Regions from separate parts of the Zea mays genome. Here region 2 is linked to region 1. Evidence: chromatin contacts called from public Hi-C data. All regions are on one chromosome and are shown on one strand. The core of a region is the stretch at or near the end of the contact, and the rest is flanking DNA. Distances in the headings are between cores, read along the strand shown.

The links. A called contact is a pair of places that touch in the nucleus more often than the background predicts.
Region 2: a contact with region 1 is called in a Hi-C map of leaf, with 3 times the contacts expected there. The contact joins two enhancer-like sites. A contact is called at or near these places in 3 of 25 Hi-C or Micro-C datasets (bundle sheath, endosperm and leaf).

The regions. Positions count from the first base shown.
Region 1 is chr10:35,606,298-35,610,307 of Zm-B73-REFERENCE-NAM-5.0, forward strand. No RefSeq gene overlaps it. Among protein-coding and RNA genes, the nearest start is that of LOC100382908, 47 kb to the left of the region's middle. Within about 2 kb of position 2,089, at least 18 of the 20 cell types and tissues checked have an H3K27ac peak or open chromatin away from gene starts, as enhancers often do. A contact at or near this core is called in bundle sheath and leaf, where this site is marked.
Region 2 is chr10:35,773,209-35,777,218 of Zm-B73-REFERENCE-NAM-5.0, forward strand. No RefSeq gene overlaps it. Among protein-coding and RNA genes, the nearest start is that of LOC100382908, 210 kb to the left of the region's middle. Within about 2 kb of position 2,288, at least 18 of the 20 cell types and tissues checked have an H3K27ac peak or open chromatin away from gene starts, as enhancers often do. A contact at or near this core is called in bundle sheath and leaf, where this site is marked.

The DNA of each region.
Region 1 (4,010 bases), core at 839-3,338:
GTGTTTGTACGACTGGTGAAACCTAACGGACGACTACACACTAGGGAAATATTTGTAACGGCTACGTAGTGATACCCTGCTAGGCCACCTAGTTAGTGGTCAATGTGGAGTAGCGCTCCTGAGGCAGAAAGGGAATCACGGCTCGTGGGTAAAGTGTGCAATCTCTGCAGAGTGTTAGAAACTGGTATATCAGCCATGCTCGCGGTTATGAGTAGCCTTGGAAACTCCTTTGGTTAGAGTTACTTTGGATACTTTTATAATGATGCTTAATGGTGATGACTATCTTTATGGTATTTGGTATTTTCTCTTGGAGGGAGTGCCATTTGGGTAATAACTGGGGATTATTGATAAAACATGACTTTCTACTAGTAATAAATATCTGATCAAATAAAAGCAACCGCTTTAAGCTTAACTTCACATATAGCTAGTCCACTTTAGCCAAACAAGACATTTGCTGAGTACGTTGACGTGTACTCACCCTTGCTTTAAAACACCAAACCCCCCTAGGTTGTCCCATTGCAACCAGTGTTCAGGAGAAGATGAAGGCAACGTGGAAGACTTCTAGGAGTTTCAGGACTTTGATGAGTTCTAGATTAGTTTAGTGGCAAGTCAGCTGCCTGTGAAGGCCTTATCGTACTACGTTTCGTTTAGCACTTTGATTATGATTATGACTTAAGTTAATGACTCTATGGATGTCTTGGACATCGTGATGTAATAAGTACTTATTTCCGCTATTATTTTGAGCAATGTGTGATGATGTACAATTATGTAATCGCTGTGTACGTGACATTCTAATCCTGGTACGTACATGGTTCACATTCGATTTGCCTTTGAAAACCGGGTGTGACAACTTATAATATTGCTCTAAGTTTAACACTCATCTTGTGAGAGCAATTAAGTGAAGAAGTCCTCTTCCTCACACTCTTCATTCGAACTTGGTTTTGATTGTATTAATCCACTTTAGACCAAGTTTGTTTTTTTAGTTGTTTTTACAAGATCACCTATTCACCCTCTCTGGGTGCTATCACCAACCTCGATACCGAAGAAACAATTTCTTGCATTAAGGATTTCAGCATCTTTTCTGCTCGCTCCCACACCATCCTGTGTGGCCGCATCTCCTTCATTCTCCAGATCAGCGATCACTTCATGATGGTCGTGGCTCTCTCTCCACCACCTCCACGTCCGGCCCAATTCCCATGCCGATGCAAATTTGTTGTGTTTACTCGGTGACGTTTTAACTATGATGACTTATATAAAGTACAGTATAGACGAAATATATGATCTGAACACGATTACTACTTAATCTTTATATTTTTAGCATCTTAACAATCTTAAATAAAAAACTTAAAATTAAAAAGTTATAGACCTCATGGAGGGCAACAATATCGTTAAACAAGAAAAAATATGTTTTTTTCCAAGATAAAGTTGTCTACACGATTAATATACTACTGAAATTTTACAACTTATTTTTGAGCATCTCGATGATCTGATATAAAAAAATTAGGACTAGAAAGTTATAGATCGTAATGAGAGTTATGATTTTTATATAAAGATTATATTCATACGATGTCATATAAAAATATATAATTTCCTAGACTAAATCTTGCCACTAATACGTCGTTCTTATCTGTTACCTGTTATGTCCAAAAATATATTTTGAGATTTTAGATATCTGTATGGCCTCTATGGATAATTTCAGCGACCTGAAATGGATTTACTCCAACATATTTTCAGTCAGCTGGTGCGTGTGCGTCCTATGGAGGCGTAACGATGAGATATATTTACGACTTGTTCTTCCGTGAAAAACGTGCGGCAATGGTACGGTGCACGGACCTGCGCTACTGCCACAACGGGACACGTACGTACGGGCAGCCAGCACGGAGCGGAAGACGTGGCAGTTTCGATCACAAAAGTCTGAGTGCGAGTGCATCGTCGTCTTGTGCTTTTTTTTCCCCTCTCACCGCCTTGACCAACCACGCAACACATCCGTACGTCTGCCTGCCACTGAAATTTCAGTACTCCAGCTTGCTATGCTAGCTAGTTGGATTGGATCAGCATCGCACAAGCAGCCGGCAGTCCGGCACGCATGCGTCCTCCGACGTGGCGTCCGCCAGCTGTGCCGCGCCGGATGGCTGAGCTTCCTTTGGTGACTCCCCATCTCTCGGAAAGCGGGTGCGCCGCGCACGGAAGCGGGCGCCACGCGCCGCGTGGATGGCCTTTTACTTTTGCTGGGTTGGCGTCCGCAAACCGCAAGCAGCGCTACATAGCTACTAAATCACTTTACTATTTATCAGTGAACAACCGTTTCTTTAAGTTCACATTCATTTAGCCCCTGTTTGTTTCATGAAATACATTCTAATAATTATAATTTAGACAAACTAATTAAGGACCGGTTTGAAAGCGTTGTAGTTTATAAGAAACTAATTTCTTATCTTGGTTTTTAAAAACTGGTTTCTAAAAGAAATTGTCCGTTGGTGTTTAGATGCCAATTTCTAGAAACTGGTTTCTAGCTTTTTTTTAATTGAAAAATACCAGTCCACCTCTTCAGTTTTTAAATCATCAGCATATATGAACATACACCACCCAGTTCTTACAGGCTAGTCACACCCTAGTTCACTCGCAGCATCATGAACTAGTACGCGAATGTGGTACTCTGGCTACAAATTATAATGTGGTATGGCTGCAGATTATATACAGATTTTAATTAAAAATGCAGCCACTGAAACCATCCTAGACGACTATTGTACTGGTACACAAATGCAAAAGACAACTGAAAATATTCTCCATCCATGAAGATAGCCGAGAACAAGAAAGAAAACGCAACTGATAGGGTGAGGGAAACAACGGACTTAAAAGTTGCCCAGACATGCTGATGACTTGATGCCAAGTGAAATTGACACTCTTGAATATTCACTAGCTATAGAAGCTAAGCCATGTGATGTACATCTAATAGGATCATTTCAGGCCATTTAGATGTGTGATTCCTTGTTCCTCTTTCAGAGATACTTCTCTCAAGTCAATTGACATCGTAAATTTCCAAAGATAAAATGCTGCGGGCCTGCATCAGGGATATTCACTATGTTCAGTTTAAATTCGACACAAAGATATCAAACTATGTTCCAGCGTGCCCATTGGTTTTACACACTTACAATTTCCTGGTCGTGCCTTATTTTAGACCAGACATCGTCCCTGATTGGATTGTATCTATTGAGGTTTGGCCAACGGTTCATCATCTTACTAGTAAATATCGCGCGCGAGCGCGCATAAGAAAACAGACAGTATAAATGATAATACTATTATAAGGTATTTGATATTGTGCTTTATTATCTTGTATTGAGACCCACTCGTAATTATTTTTCTTCATGAGCTTGCGGCAAATCTCACGCACTCATTCCCTAAAATCCTTACAATTTCCTTCCCTTAATTCCCCCACATTCAATTTTCTAATCTCACAACTTCCTTCCTCAGTAGAAGCAAAGTGAAAAAGGAAACCATAGGCTGGCAGCTGCACCTCCATTAGTCCATCCCCACTTCCATGTTTGAGGCGGAGAGGAGCCCAACAATGACATTCGACAACAGCAGGTTGCAAAAGCACAACTAATTCCTGACCCTGTCTCCCTTCTACAACACTGCCTACATTAACAGACGAGGCGAGGAGCAAATGGCAGCACATGGACGATGTCATGGCTGGACCGCATCGGCGTTTGAGGGGGAGTCTAAGATTTGGAATTCACAGAACAGAGGAGATCCAAGAACGTGCTGTGGAGAAGAAAGGGCTAGTACCCGTTCGAAGTGCCAAGAAGGGAAAGTAGCGTGGCCTGGCAGGCGGGGGCTAGCGATAACGCCGGTCGGCTTTTTTTTAAGTGGACAACCCGGGAGGCTTGAAGATCACGCATATTTTTCTTCCCCATGCGTCGGGCGTCATATAGAAACTTCGTGAGGCTTGATAACGATCCAGTAGAGTGGGTAGTTGCGTGTTCGTGGATTTCCAATCAAACGACTAAAAAACA
Region 2 (4,010 bases), core at 1,038-3,537, 170 kb after region 1:
AACTGCGCCATGGAAACAGGGAGTGTGCGCGTGATAGCCGCCGCATCGCTGAGTTGTGAGCAAAGGCTGTCCGTTTGCAGCGGGGGATTGTGGAGCGAGATAGGGCTATTGACTAGGCTGTAAATTCAAGATCTATAGCCTGGTATTGTGAGGCGACTGCCTGAGCTCGGGTGGAAGAGCTAAGTGTAGCCTTGGAAAATTTGCAAGTGTATAATAATACTCTGCACGAGGAAGTGCACGTGTTGTATGACCAGTTGCATCCGAATGTGCCACCGGATGTTGTGGCGATAGGAGATGGTGCATCAGGAGCAGCTGACTGAGGACCTTATGGGGAGTTGGATCTCTTTGGAGCCCATCCTTCCATGAACATTACGGATGATCGTTCTCCCGAAGCTAGCAGTGGAGCGGAAGCAACCCATGACGTGGATAACTAGATTAGTGTAGTAGTATGTGGTTTCCTTATGTAATCTAAATAAGGAAAAGTGAGTTGTATAAGTTAAGTATGTATAATTAGAACAAGTTTGGAATAATGTAACAGAGGTTGTGTAATCGTGGCATGTAATAATCAAATATGTTTTCTTCTTCAGATGTCGTCCAGAACTCGTGCTCAGGATGGGGCTGGAACTTCCCGTGGTGGGGAGGAAACTCCGAACCCGCCACCTATACCTCCCACACTGGCAGAGGCTATCGCTGCCTTAATTATTGCCACTGCTGATGACACTCGTTTTCTTCGAGAAATGGCTGGGAATCAAATTTATCAGCAGGGTGGCAGAGGTTAATACCAAGCCCCAGAGACACCACATACCTGGAATTTTCAGAAACTTGTCCACCTCTTTTCATTAAAGTAGAAACAATATATATTATAAAATAATAAAATAAAGAAATAAAAATATATAATAGTGTTGTGAGAATTTTTGAAGACCTTTGAAAATCTATTAGGACTCTCCCAACTCATATTCAAACAATAATACTAGATTAGTTAAGCCACCAATAAATAGATAAAGCAAGGTTGATCTCTTGCTTATAACTTGGGTGAGGCATTTTAACATATTTTAAAATTTGACCTCGATATTTTAAATGAAAAGCATAAATAATAATAGAAAATGAGAAAGAAAGTTTTAAGAAATGCCATTTATTGCTGCCATATATACCTAATAGGAAAAAGAATAAATAATAATATTGTATACAACAGAGTTTATATTAACACTAGGATTTATTTGGATATTTGTAAACCTGGGAGTTCAAAACATGAGTTGAATGTGAATTGAATTTAAAGTTAGAAATCAGAAAACATGAAAAGAAAATAGAAAAGAATAAGCTGGCGCTTGGCCGGGTCTCCTTCCTAGTGGCCGACCCACTTAACCTATTTACCTCGGCCACTCATCTCCTTCCCCGCATTAGTCACTTGGGCTGAATCCCTCGCCCACGGGCCCATTACCATTTTCCCCAGTCCACTACTTCTCTCCTCCAGTTTGGCTGACGGTTGGGTCCCACCCGCCAGAAGCTCCTTCCCCAAACCCACTGTGGCGGACTCTGCTCAATTCGCACGCAGGCACCAGGGCGGGGAATGTTGCACGCCTAGAATGAGAGGGTGTCGCTACCGTGATTTCCTTCAGCGTGGAAACCGGGATCGGCATCATTTGGATAACAAACTTTCCCTCTCTCCACGAAATCTCATCCTGTGTGCTTCTCAACGGCCGAATCGGATCCAATCCTAACAGACTCATGTGGTTGTTGGGGATTTGGCATCCGCGACATATAAAGGTGAACCTTGGACTCCTCCTCGACCATAGCTCTCTGGTAGGATCTCCCCCAAACCTCTGTGTGCCTGGGCGTGCTTATCGAACGGTGATTGGAGCACCAACGTGTACGCTCCGCCATGCACCAGCCCGTTCGCGAAGACAACCTTATCGGCCCCTTCATCTCTAGTAAGGAAACACACGCGCGAATCACCCTACCCTCTGTTGCGCGTAGCATCGATCATCCGAGTGTTGGGAGTCTCGGACCACTGGGCGGGTCATCGTCGGGGTAGGCCCCGCCGCCCAGCTCTGTTGCGCCGCCGCTCTGGTGAACGTCGGGATGGGAAGATGACACTGGTGTACCATTGGATCGGTCTCGAGCGGACGATATTAGAGTTTAGTGCCGCTTGGTCGGATGCGTTTTGAGCCATCAATCTCAAGATAAACGATCACAAATGGATTCAGTTGTGAAAGGTTTGGAACCATTAGATTGCCAATGGACGTGCGAGATCACATGTTGGATAACCCTTCAACCTTTTAATCTGGGCGGTCGGGTTTAGATCCGACGGTTGAGATGTGCCCGTACCCCTTCGGTTGGGGCAAATTCATTAAGAGACCCTATAGTTCTCTATAATCAACTTGTGGTCCCACCTAGTCTTAGAACTATCGCAACTAGGTCCAGAAATTTGCGTGCGACCCCTCGAGATTCTGGAGATTTGTGGCCGCAACCCAAAAGGTTAATAAAATGGTTAAAATCAATAAGGAAAATGATTCTTAGTTTAAAAATAATTCATGAAACTGTTTAATTCATATTTAATTCGTTTTAACTCCAAATTAATTCATTCCAGTTGCATTAGACTCAAATTAATATTGTTTATCATCCAGTAACTTTATTTTGTTATGAAATTGGGATTAAAATTTATGCACTTGGTTCATTTTAATCCAACACTTAAAACTTCGAAAATCCATAACTTCTTCGTTTTAATTCCGATTTGGTCCGTTCAAGTCGCGCTAACTTCATATGAATATTTACTATGCACTAACAACATCATTTATACCATATCGCATAATTTTACAGTTAGATATTTGCTTAACCTATGTCTACTAGATTAACTCTTCTAATCAAAGCTAACATGTCCATATATATAAATTTGGTTAAAATATGATCTCTAGTCATGTTATAATTAAGATTAAAGTTGAATTAATTATTTCTTTAGATTATCTTTATAAAATCAAAACAAGACCTAGTTTTAATCACTTACACACATGGGTCTCGAACCCACAATCTCATAGAATATTCTCATGCAGTTTGTTCTTATGTTTGGCGTGATGTTATTTTGCTAATACCCTGTTTGTTTGTATTGCTATGACTAGCGCGAGGTTGCGAGTCACCTGAAGAGCAAGTTGGTACCTGGAATCTCAAGTCCCAGGCAAGTTGTGCCCTTGATCACTTCTTTTTACCCAATCATGTTCTCATTAATCATAATGATCTGCATAGGTTAATTTTGATGGGATCCAATAGGTCACCCTAGTTTGGCTATCTTTATACCTTGTTTACCACTAAATTTTTTGGGTAGTACATGTTATTGCTTTATGTGGTTTTGGATATGGAGATACACATTATTCATGATTCTACTTTTATTATCAGTTTGTTATTTACTATTCATGATAAGATCATTATGTTAATTGGAACATGGAGAACCACCCGAAAAAACAGTGCTACCATAAGGGTGGTATGGGACGTCCTTGGCTGACTAATTAGGAAAGCTAGTGGAGGACTACCTTACCCAAAAGGGGCAATGGCAGTAGGGGAGTGGTCATTGTGGGGATGCCCTTGGGTTGATTTTGCTGAGATGGCGGTCACGCGAGGGGTCCCTGCATTGGAGCTTCATAGAAACTGTACCGGGTTTTCTGAAGCTAGTGGAAGTTTGTAAAGGCCTCGTAGTGTTACCCTGCCTCGCTTCCTTGGTAGAGGTGTATGGGAGTCGCAATCCCTTAGCAGATGGGTAACATGACTTGTGGGTAAATATGTGCAACCACTACAGAGTGTAAAACTGGTATACTAGCCGTGCTCACGGTCATGAGCAGCTCGGACAATCACATGATTAATTTATGGAATTAAATTCAATTTGTCATTTGCATCGCATTGGGATTTATTATTATTTTGACTTACTATTACTATAGTTTGGTATTTACTTACATTTAGTAAATTCTAATAAAATTTTGACTAACTTATAAAATCAATGCTCAGCTTTAGCCGTCCTCTTTGGT